Linked DNA regions of Gossypium hirsutum: region 1 is linked to region 2. A link is a contact called in public Hi-C data. All regions are on one chromosome and are shown on one strand. The core of a region is the stretch at or near the end of the contact, and the rest is flanking DNA. Distances in the headings are between cores, read along the strand shown.

Evidence for each region. Hi-C and Micro-C count contacts between places; a contact is called where the count stands out from the background.
Region 1: a Hi-C map of leaf shows a contact between it and region 2, with 5 times the contacts expected there. The contact joins two enhancer-like sites. A contact is called at or near these places in 9 of 34 Hi-C or Micro-C datasets (anther, callus, fibers and 2 more).

Annotation. Positions count from the first base shown.
Region 1 is chrA12:81,634,635-81,641,153 of Gossypium_hirsutum_v2.1, forward strand. No RefSeq gene overlaps it. Among protein-coding and RNA genes, the nearest start is that of LOC107948167, 27 kb to the right of the region's middle. Within about 2 kb of position 3,392, at least 1 of the 9 cell types and tissues checked has an H3K27ac peak or open chromatin away from gene starts, as enhancers often do. A contact at or near this core is called in leaf, where this site is marked.
Region 2 is chrA12:81,546,284-81,552,692 of Gossypium_hirsutum_v2.1, forward strand. No RefSeq gene overlaps it. Among protein-coding and RNA genes, the nearest start is that of LOC107948169, 5.1 kb to the left of the region's middle. Within about 2 kb of position 1,993, at least 3 of the 9 cell types and tissues checked have an H3K27ac peak or open chromatin away from gene starts, as enhancers often do. A contact at or near this core is called in leaf, where this site is marked.

The DNA of each region.
Region 1 (6,519 bases), core at 2,142-4,641, 90 kb after region 2:
TATTCCGTGTTTGGAAATTCGAGAAATCGTGCCCTAACGTGCTGGGTTTCGATTTTTCGTTGACCAAATAACCAAATATCCTTTTAAATTTCAATGCATGAATTTTGGAAATCATGAGATGGTCTTGGTATCGAGGGTTTCAGATGTTGTATCCTAACGTGCTGGATATGATATTTTATTCCTTCGGAACAAGAGAATCTTAATATCCAATTTGGATTATCCAAACATTTTTTAAAAGAGTTGTATTTTAAAATCTTTTCAAATTTTCAACATTAGGACATTAATTAATCAATAAGGTACCAATTTTGGGCGCTACGAGGGTGTTAATCCTTCCTCGTGCATAACTAACTCCCGAACTCGTTTTTCTGGAATTTCGTAGACCAAAATCATTGTTTTAATAAAACAAAATGTTTTATTAAAATGATTGTTCACAAGGTGACCCGATCACACCTAAACAAAAAGGATTGGTGGTGACTTCCTTTTCATTTTTTAAGTCGATCCCCGTTTTTCAAAATAAAAAAATGGTTTCGACACATACTATGGGATTCAAACTCGGAACCAAATAAAATACAGACAGATGCGTAACCAGTGAACCAGCAGGCTCATTCTTGTTACCCTTTCACAAAAAATTAAACTTACGCAGGTAGAGCATGCTTGTGGGTTGATTCTAAAACAACAAAACTTTTAATGACGTGACTCGAACTCCAGACCTTCAACTCAATCACAAAACACAGAACCACAAATACAGAAATTAATTACTACAAATTTTTACAAACAAGTTCTTAAGATTTTGGGGCGTTACATAAAATCTGATCCTTTTTATCTTGACTCCCTTGATATAAAATTCATGGTTTAATTTAGATCATCCACGAAATTTTCAAAATTACAGTTAAACTAAACTAAACCCTATTTTCAAATAACCTTGCAAATTCTTAAGATTAAGAAGCTAAATTAGGGGTTTTAAGGTTTAATGAAAACAAAGTGAGTAGAGTTGTTCATGAATTGGACCTCAATTTAATTCAAAAAAAATCAACTTTATTTTTCAGATATTAATAAACTATTAAAAACATAATTTCTCATATTAATATATATACTATAATTAAATTTAAATTTAAAAATTTATTATAAAAATAAACTTCAAACCTAACTTGAGGTAGAAAAATCCTTAGTCAAATTCAACCTAAATTATACTAGTTCTATTGAATCGGACCAACTACCCAAGTTTTGAACAACTCAGCCCTAATTAAGAGTGAGTTTTTTTTTTTTTTAAGAGGATAAGATACAAATTGCATGTAAATAAAATACAAGGCAGCTGAGCAAAGCTGATAATTGGAGGTATATCAAGAAACCATGTGAAAAAGACACAAAACAAGTGGAAGGTAAGATGTCAAATAAATTAATGGCTTTGTTGGCTTCTACGTTAATTCAAATCACACGTTTTATTTATTTCTTACCACATAAATAATAATGAATTTTATATATTTCCAACAAAAATAAATAATGTTATATATGAATTTTAATCTAATATGTAATGTCACTCATGAATTTTGATTTTGTGCAATTTTATACATAAAATTTTAGTTTGAATTAATTTTTACGAATCACTAACAACATTATCGAATTAGCATCATTTTACGTTGATATATTGGATATACAATCAATTATATTGATCCAATGTGAAAATAAATATATGTATTTATTTCTTTAAATGTGTAGAATTGAATCAAAATCAAAGTTTTGTACATACATATGAACCACAATTCAAGTTTCATGCGTATGATTACACCAAATCAAAGTTCATATATCAAATTGCATGTTGAACCAAAGTTCATGTATAAATTTTATATTTATACGAGATATATTACCTTTTAACTATTGATTGGTGTTGATGTAAAAGTTGTTTTAAAGAGGTACTGTGGTTTTTTTTTACTATTGTGGAATTTGTGATTAATTCTTTTTACTTTAATTTACATAATTTTAGGAGTGAAATTAGAATATTATTTAAGGATCGAAATTGAATAATAAATTTTTTGGATGATTAAAATATAAATTTATCATTTTATTATTTTGTAATTACATAAATTGTAAGGGACTAAAAAGATAATTTTATCACGCAGGGAGGGGGCTAAGGTCACTGGCTGCCCCTTCGTTTCCCCTTTTCATAATTTGATTATCTAATTTTCTAATATTGTTAGTAGATTCGAATTGATAATACCGTTAAAGTGTGGCTACATGACTACTGTTTTATTGTTTTTAGGTCACATAGTTGGTATTGTGTGGAAATTCAAGATTATAAAAATAAAGGATTAAAGAAATTAAATCACAAATTTTAGTGTAGTGTAGGGACGAAAATCGGAATTAGACCATTTCAAAAATCAATTAAAGCCCAAAGGCCAAAAATTTTTGTAAGGTTAGGCATACGATTAGTATCAAATACTATTAAATTGGGACTTGAATATTTATTAAATTTTTTACCCTAAAAAATATATTAAATTACAAATTTTATTAAGGGTCTATTTGAACGGCACAGAATAATTAAATGAAAGTATAATTATTATGGTAGTAATTATACTCTCTTATAATTACAAAGAATTGTAATTCTCTAGACATGTTTGGTTGATATAGTATAATTACATCGTAATTCTTTATGTCATGTTTGATTGTACAAATCATAATTACACAGTTACGTAATTATATTTTTAAATATATATTAATTATTATAAAAAAAATTAGGGTCTTGTGCTCGTCTTATAAATTTCTCAACTAACATTTCTCAAATGGCTTGATTTAAGGAATTCAACCTTGAATCGAGTCGTTAAATGGGTTATAATAAAAAAATTATAATATTTTTATAAATATATTATTTTTATAGTATATAGTATGGACGTATAAATAAATTATGCATTTTGTAAATAAATATATTGTACAGTTCTATAAAAAATTCTTTTTTTGGTCATAACTTCATAGATTTATTTTAAGATTTAAAAAATATACTTTTTTTATAACTTTATAAAATATACAAATAATTTTTATGATATATTTTTTTTTAAGATTTATAATACAATAATTTTTTTTGTCATAACTATGCTCATACTTATAATCTAATTTTTATAACTTATATAAAAATAATTTTTAAAAATAGGGTTTTTGTATATTTACTCTAATTCTCACGCTTTACCTAAGAATTGAAAGATGTAATTGGGTGCTCCATTTACATACAATTCGATAGGACCTATCAATTATAATAATTATCTAAATATATGACTATTATGTAATTATAAGTACCCAAATTCAATTATTACGTAGGTTTCATAACACTGCGTAAGGAATTTTATACATTGTGAGTTTGTGCCTTCAAAAGTTGGGTCTTCCATATTCTTTATATTTTGATAAAAAGAGGCCCAATTTTCATATTCTTTAAATCAAAACCCATATGCCTGGACCACCCTATGCTCTCTATTTCCATCCATTTGGACTAAGAAAAAAACAATGTGAAATCTAAAATTGTTTTGATAATTGTTTATTCAAAAGTTAAAAATTGGTTTTAATTTAATTCAACTATTTTTTTTATTTTTTTACTTAATTTAAAATCTTTTGATGTAAAAATAAATATTTTGTATTTAAAATATTAAAAATAACCATAACAATATTATATAAAATAAAATAAATTATTTTTATTTACTTGAAAACTTAATCTTTTTAAAAATATTTATGAACTTTTTTAAAAAAAATTATCAAATAATGTTGAAAATTCATAAAATAAATTTTGTTTTATCAAAATAAAGTAAAAAAAAATTAGAATAAAAAAATAGAAAATCGAACTAAAATAAGATGGTTCAGTATTTTAAAAAATTCGACCAAATTGAATCGTACTCGTTTTACCATAAATATATTTTCGTATAATTAACCTCTTTAAAATTATTAAAATTAATCTTTTTGATTTATTTGCCAAAAATGAGCAAACATACTAGGGTTTACAAGCAAGTAAAAGACAATAACAGAACCAAAAAAAGCCCCCTCATGAATATCCTCATCAGTTTTTTTTTTGTCATTTGAATCGGTATCAATTGGATTAAGAATAGTTCGGTATATCAATCTTGATATAGAGGTTAAGTCACTCTCTAAGTGAACTACTCACATCGGGTAAAAATTAAAAATTGAAACAAAAATAAAAAGTGGTTGAAACGGTTAAATCGTGTTTTCTTACTTTCTTTTATAATTATTTATTGTTAGACTAACGATTGAATTGAGAATCAACAGTTTGACTAATTCAACCACCAATCCGATTATTAAATATTGGTCAAAACAAGCAAACCAATAATTACAAACAACATATAGAATTTGTATGTATTTATTTATGATAATGTAATTGAAAAAAGGTGTAATTAATAGATAGTAATCATACATTCTTAGAATTGTAAAAGATTTTAATTTTTTAATCTTGTTTAAAAGTCATCATGGTTAATTGCCACGCGTAATTTTTTCAATTTTCAACCTTGAGATATGGATTGAAGCAAATAATTGAGGTGCTCAAATTACATTCTATTCAATAAGATCAACTAATTACAATAGCTACTAAACAATGTGACACAAATGTAATTGCTTATCTCAGTTACACCTAATGAGACTCACTAATTATTATAGTCATCCATGCATACATATAAATAAATTACAAATAGTTACATGTAAATTTATATACTAAATCAACTTTCCAAACATATCAATAAATACAAACAATATAATTAATTAAATTATTTGTTTGTAACACTTGCTAATATCCCTTTTAATATTTTTTTAAATCTAAACCAACTTTCTTTTTATAATTTTTAGGCACAAGTATTGTGGAGGCCTACTTATTAAGAGTCAGATTGGATTTTGTCCTTACTTAAAAAAAATGGAATTATTATTCTGATCAAAGAGCAAATTGGTTCTTCTATGGAGGCCCTTGTACTAGGAGTTAGATTGCATTTTATCTCTTCTACTCAGAAAATGAGCAAATTAGTCTTTATACATTAAATCAAAGAGCAAACTAATCCTTTTGTTAAAAATTCTATCCATTTCTACTGTTAAAAACTGGTCCTTGTAAGTCAGAATAAGGTATACGTTGTATGCTACATGTAATTGTCTAGTTATTCTATCCGTCACGCTAGTTTTTAATAGTAAAAATTGATGAAATTTTTAATAGAAATGATAAATTTACTCTTTAATCAACATACAAAGAATAATTTACCCATTTTTTTAATAAAAAAATAAAACAAAATCTGATTTATAATACAATAACTTTCATAAAATTTCACCAAAATTGCAAGGCACACCCTACCTCAAATATCTTAAAAAACCCTAGGGTTGGTATCTTAAATTTTTTTGTTGTGTGGGGGATCCCCTTCCATAAGAAAAATTGAGCACTAGGCCAAAGGCCAATCAAAAGAAACACAAAGTGAAATTGGTCTCCACATGGGGTGTACAATGGACATTCACCCCCAAAGAGCACACTTTGTCCCACACCAATCATCCATTTCCAGTAATATTATTATCTCCCTAAAAGCCTCTAAAATTTTCTCTAGTCAACCCCTCTCTCTAATTATTTCTTTTTGGATTTTGGGTACTTTTTTAAAATTTAAAATTAATTCTTCTATTTTTCAAAATTTTAAAATTTAAGTTTAAATGTTAATTTTTTAAACTTTTTTATTAAATTCAAAGTATTCACGACGTCATTTTTTTTAGTTACATAGTTATTAAATAAGTATCTTTTTCTAATTTTAAAATATCACATCTAAAAATTTAATAAAAAAATAACAATATTAACAATTAAATTTTAATTATGAAATTTAAAAAGTAAAATAACCAAAATTCTTAAAAATAAAATATTTTAACCAAAGAAAAATGAGAACAATTCATTAAGATTCTAGCAAGATACAATAGCTTTTCTTTTTCCACTTTATATAACTATACATTTAATTGATTTACTTAATTTAATCTAAAATTAACATATTCATAATTTTTTTTACAATCAATATTTTAATGATTCAATAATTGAATTTATCAATATAATTAAATTTATTATGTACATAAAAATTTTAAATCAATCTAATATTTTTGTTATATTAATATAATATAATGCCTTTTTCTAATATATCTTTGATGTCAAAATTTTTTTACGTTAAAAAATAATTAAATATCGTAAAAAATTATAAGAATATGTAAAATTACTATAATTGATGCCATTGTTTATTTAATTTATTTTTTATAAGATAATTATGGATCTAATCTCTAATCCTAAAGGAATCTGCTGGATTAGATTGAAAAGATTATACAAGGTTAATGCATATATATATATATATATATAAAAGAATAATTATCTTAGGCCTAAAGAGTTGCAAAGAGCCAATTTTTTTTATTGGATTAATTAAATTTCAAGAATCAATATTACTGATCATAATACACAAATAATTAACATTAAAATTAATGATAATTTCTTTTCCTATAGTCAACATGTGCGAATTTACAAAGAATATTTCA
Region 2 (6,409 bases), core at 743-3,242:
TAATGATTGTGGAATTATATGTAGTTATAATATTGATGTGGGAGAAATAAAATTGAATTTCAATTCAAATCAATTTCGAAATTTGTGTTGTTATTCAAATTCTATGAAACCTATCATCAAAACCCTTTTTTTAGATCGACTTTTTATTTTAAAGATGAAAATGGAGTCGCCACCAATCCTTTTTATTAGGTGTGATCAGATCACCTCGTAATTTGATCATTTTAATAAAAGTTTAGATTTACTAAAATAATGATTTCTGGTCTACAAAATCCAGGGAATAGGTTCGAGAGTCAATTACGCATAAAGAATTATTAGCACCCTCGTAACGCCCAAAATTGGTACCTAGTTGATTAATTGATGTCTTAGTGTCGAGAATTAAAAATTTGAAGAGAATTTAAAACACAATCCCTCTTTGCATAATGTTATTTGATTAAGATATCACTCAACTAAATTAAATTTTATGGAAAAGGGCCTTATTTCGAATTAATCGAGAAAGAAATATCATACCTCGTAAGTTAGGACACGATCCCTTAAATTCTTGAAAACCAGAATAATCGTCATTTGATTGTTACCTAAATCTTCCTTTTTTTTGTTATTTTAAGTAGGTTATTTGATTACTTCAGTTCTAGGAAGATGCCATACTCCGTAAGTTAGGAGCACAACTTCCTCAAATCCCAAAAATAACGAACATTGCCTCGGTTCTAAATGTTTTCCATACGTTAGATAAAATGAATGTGACTTTTAAAACGATATTCATTTAGTTTATTTGAGCGTAGTGTAAAAATGGATAAATATATTTTAACAAGATGACATGGCGATTGGCAAAATGAAGTAACATAGTTGCGAGTAAAAATGATGATATTAACATGATAGATGAATAAATAAAATAAAATAAAATAAAAAAATGCTATGCTAGTGAGTAATAATAATGCAAATATAATGGAAGTAACAACACCAATTTATGGTAATAACAGCAATATTGTGTCATGATTACTACCATAATATTAATATGAATGATGATAATAATAATAATAATAATAATAATAATAATAATAATAATAATAATAATAATAATAAAAGGGATAAAATAAAAAGGCATATTAATAATAAAAATAACAAGGATTTTGAATGTTAAAATAAAAGATATAGTAAATAAAGAGGCAACATTAAATAAATGAGGGATTAAATTGAAATTTAAATCACATTTAAGGTATGTATTGCAAAAAAAGAAATAAATAAGTGGGTAAATAAATAAAAAAGGAAATAAAAGGCTAAATCGAAAATATAACAAAATTTAAAGTCTAAATCATAAAGAAAAGGACATAAAAGGATTAAATTAAAATAGGATATAATATATAAGGGCTCAAAAGGTAATTATCTCACCCAAATTTACACATGTCCTTCCCTTAATGGGTCCATAGTGGTCGAGGGATTAAATTGCACAAAAACAAAATAAAATAGCAAAAATAAAAGAAAAAAATAAGTAGTAGGACAAAATTAAAAAATAACAAAAAAAGTGGAAAGGTCAAAGCAATAATTAGCCCTCCCCTTTAAAAACGCGTGGATCTTAAGGGAGTCCGAGTCGGGTCATTGGGTCATACTTCAAAACAACGCCATTTTGGGGCTTCTGAAGCCAGGCCAAAATGAATTCGTACCAAGACCCTATATAAGTCAAAATTTTCAGAAAAAATCACTTCTTCTCCGTTTAAAAGAAAAAATCTCTCCTTTCTCCTTTTTTTCTTTGAATGCAACCCAGGGTCAGGCCATAGGGCCGTCGGAAGCCCGTAGTGGCCACCAGTACGTTTATAGAAGAAATGCAGGTGTGTTTACAATTTAATCTATGTATTTTCATGTCAAAATTTAACTGAAATTTAATACTTAAATTGATGAGTATGTTTATAGAAGAAGTTGATTGATGGAATACCGCCACTTAAAAATATTTGAATGATGAAAGAGGGATTTCCACGGCTTCTCCTTTCTCAATTGTTGGCCAATCAAGATTTGCCACATGGCCACATTCTCGACCATCCACTTCCATAAGAGGAGATGTGTTTTAATTATGCCTAATGGCATATTTGAAATGAAAAATTAATACCTAAATTGGTGACTGTGCTATTAGAATGACTTAATTAATACAAAACTGATACTTTAAAGACTATTTTAAAGATTGGGATCAGTGTATACTCTAAACTGTAGTTTGGGAACATTTTACTGAACTTACCCATTTGAAACTTGATTTGATGATGAACAGGGGATTTTCATGGCTTCTCCTTTTCCAGCCACGTGGCAATGTTCTTAGTTTTCCTTTAAAATAAGGCACGTGATTGAAGGAACTTGCAAGTTGATAGAGTGACGTGCAGATCCTTGTCTTCCACGTGTTCCAGACAACAACGTGACAGATAAAGCCATAGCAACGTGTACTCGATAATAACTCCACCCTCTGAATAAATTAATATTTATTTTCAATTAAATAGATCAAATTTTTAATTTTCAAGTTCAGATTATGACAATAGAATAGATTTATATTTATTTTAATCTCGATCGAATTTTATTTATACACATTATTTGATAATTTTGTTCATAACTTCGATTTAAACTTATAAGTAACTTTCTCAATTCTATTTTAATTCGTCTTAAAATTTTAAATAAGGCATCATAATTAAATAAATTTTACAAAACTAAACCAAATGTACATCATAAATCTTATAAAATTAAAAAATTTGTAATAAAATATGTTGTAAATATTCATAAAATTAAAATGTGTTGTAACTTGTTATAAAATTAAGAAATTATAATTAAAAGTAGTTATATAATTGAAAGAGAGTATACATTAATAAATATATAGGGTCAAGACAATGAAATCCATCTAAAGTATAACTTTCTTATCTAAAAGTATCATAGAGGCCTCTCTATTAAAAGTTTGATTGTATTTTGTCATTTTTATTTAATAAATAGTAAAATTAGTTTTTATATGTTAAATCAAAGAGTAAATTAATCTTTTTTGTTAAAAATTTCATCAATTTGTATGGTTAAAAACTGAGTAGCTAATGAAATAATCAAACAGTGATTCGAGATGTGCTACATGTACCTCATGCTGATGTACATAAATCAATTTTTAACAGTAAAAATAGACGAAATTTGATGTTGAGAAAATTGGTCCCTCTAAAAAAATTAGGAGTAAACGTTCAATCGAGTCGAGTGAAATTTTTTTTAGTTAATTGAGTTTACAAGTCCTATTTTATCATCGTAACTCAATTTGAAATATTTTTGAATTGATTCGAGTGAAATGAAATTTGAGTCGAGTCAAATCGATTGATATTATTCGAGTTAATTTAAAAAAATTAAACATATCAAATAAAAATATTGTTACAGTATAACTAATTCCATGTTAAAGTACACAAATTTCAAATCATATATATTTGAAAAAAATTCAAAGCAAAATAGTAATAATAAGATACTTTAGTATGATATGAATCATTAATTAGGTCCCAAAATTATTATTTTAGTTTTTTTTAAATTTTAACTTTTTTATATATATAGTAAATTTTTTATAATTTTTTTAAAATATAAAATATAAAATTTTTATAAATATTTTGAATCTTAAAAAATATTTTAAATTTTTGAAAATTATTTTGAATTATTTTGTAATTTTTGTTGTGAGAGAGACCAATTTGCTTATTTTTAAAGTTGATAGTGACCAAAATGGTATTTACACAAATCTATTATTCGAATTGTGAAATTAAACCCGACTCAAACTTGAAACTTGAATCAAGTTTGTCGAAACCATTTTTTTTAAATCGACTTTTTGTTTTAAAAACAAAAACGAAAAATGGGAGTTGCTACCAATCTTTTTTACAAGGTGTGATCGGGCCACCTTATGATTGATCGTTTTAATAAAATGTTTTGATTTACTAAAACAACAATTTTGGTCTACGAAATTTGAGAAAACGGGTTCAGGAGTCAGTTACGTACGAAGAAGGATTAACACCCTCGTAACGCCCAAAATTGGTACCTAACTGATTAATTAATGTCTTAACATCGAAAGTTGAAAACTCGAAAAGATTTCAAAATACAATCTTTTTTTTATTAATGTTGATTTAAGAAAATGCTTGAATAAATTGAAACGAGCATTAAAGGCCCTCTAGTCTCGAGATAACAAAATGTCTCATCTCGTAACTTAGGACACGACATTTGGACCCTCGAAAATAAGCTTGCCTTTTAATTGTTTTATTTTAAAAGTTGTATTTTTATTTTTTAAAGGATATTCGATTGTTTAAATCTAACGAGAAAAATCGAAACCCCGTAAGTTAGAGCACGACCCTCTCGAGTTTCTAAACGCAAAATATTGCCTTTATTTTTTATTTAAAATTCATGCATTTTAATTTTAAAAGAATATTTGGCTATTTAGGTTTAACGAGAAAATCGAAACCCCAAAGATTAGGGTACGATTTTTCGAATCTCCGAAATGCGAAATATTGCGTATTTTTAAAATTTCTTTTTATGAATTTGGGTAAAAAAAACTAATGAAATATTTAAAATGATATATGTGTATTTTATTTGATTTTATTTAAAAAGAAATTGTTTAAAACGTAAAAAAAGGTTACACATAGCTAATAATGATAGTGCAACATACATTTGAAGTAATAATGACATAATATGCATAATAAAATATAACATATATAGCACTGATATTAACAAATCATAATGCTAACAAACATAAACAATAATAAGAATGATGCAAATGATAATATAAGTAACAACAATAATAAAAATAATAATATAAGTAACAACAACAACAACAACAACAACAACAACAACAACAACAACAACAACAATAATAATAATAATAATAAATCTACAATTTGAAAGTTCATAAAAAATAAAATAAATCAAGCCAATTTAAAAGGGAAATAATAAGTAAATCAATAATTAGAGCGAATATAAATCTAATTTAAAAAAGAAGTTAATTGAATAAATAAATAAAATATTAAACAGAATATTAAATAAAATAGTTTTTTTAAATAAATAAATTAAATAGACTAAGGACGAGATTGGAATCGAACTTAAATTCGGAGTACAAATTGTAAATAATAATAAAAAAAAGCTATCAAGGACCAAAATAAAGCGCGCTTGAACTATTGAGGACCAAATAGGAAAATAATCCAATACCCTGGACACGCGTCCCTTCTCTAGGGGATCAGCAAGCCAGGGACTAATTTAAAACGCACAACAAATTCTGTGGTCCAATTTAAAGAAAAAATAAAAATAAAAAAGGACTAAATCAGAACAACCCAAAAAAGTGGAAGGACCAGGTGGATAAATATCCCAAAAGGCGAAAACACGAGGATCCCCCTTGGAGTGAGTCGGGTCGCCCGTGGATAGGCCCTAAATGGCGTAGTTTTTGCGCCTAGGTCCCTAGCTGAAAATGGCGTCGTTTTGCTTCTTTATTTAAATCAATTTTTTTTAAAAAAAAACTTCATTTTCTCACTTCTTCTAAAAAAACATAAAAAAGCTCTCAACCTCCTCCCCCTCTCTCGATTTCGGATCAAGGATTCAGCCATCGGCCACCGTGGCGGCCGCCGGCAACGGCGCCGCCGTCCACGGTGGCTAGAGATAAAAATGGCCATTTTCAGCCTTTTTTGACTTCTAAACCCCCAAAAAAATATCATCTTTCATCAGAGATGGCAACCTCGGCCTAGCCCTACGACGGCGTGAACGCCAAAAGGTAAGATTCAGCCCTATTTTATTTTTGTTATTTCTTTAAAAAAACAAATGAAAAAGGATAAAAAATAAAAGATATTAAAAGAAAAAACTACCTCTTTAGCCTTTGTTTCGATTTGTTTTTTTTTTCGTATTTGAATCTCTGTGAAATATTTTTGTATTCAATATCTCGTAAAAAAAATTACAACTCGTTTGTGGTGGCTTTTATAGTCGAGAAAGAAAAAAATACAAAGTTTTTCATTTTTTCTTCGTTTGCTATTGTGTTCTTTGTCCTGTCTGCAGGTATGGAGGCCATAGGCCAGCTGTGTACGGAGGTTGACGTGGAAGAGGCAACGGCGCGCCTAGAGTTTCTGTTTCTACTGTTTGGCTAAAAATTGTTTAGGTCTTCGGCTTGTTGGGCCACTAGGGTTTTTATTTTAGGCCTGTTTGGGCCGTATGTAAATGGACTTTGGACTGTTGAAATTATTTTGATTTGGTTTTATCTTTTTTTTTGTTTTTGGTTTCTGTATGGGCCCGGGAAAATTGGGCCTATTACAACTGCCCCCTCTTTCTCGTTGTCGTGTAACAAGAATAGAGGAAAGACTTTTAAGAAGGACCAATCTTGCCCGGTCTCCGAATCTCGACTTCTTTGGGGCTCCTCTTCTTCCATGTAGTCTCGTTCCAACCCACTACAACTTCAAGGGTATAA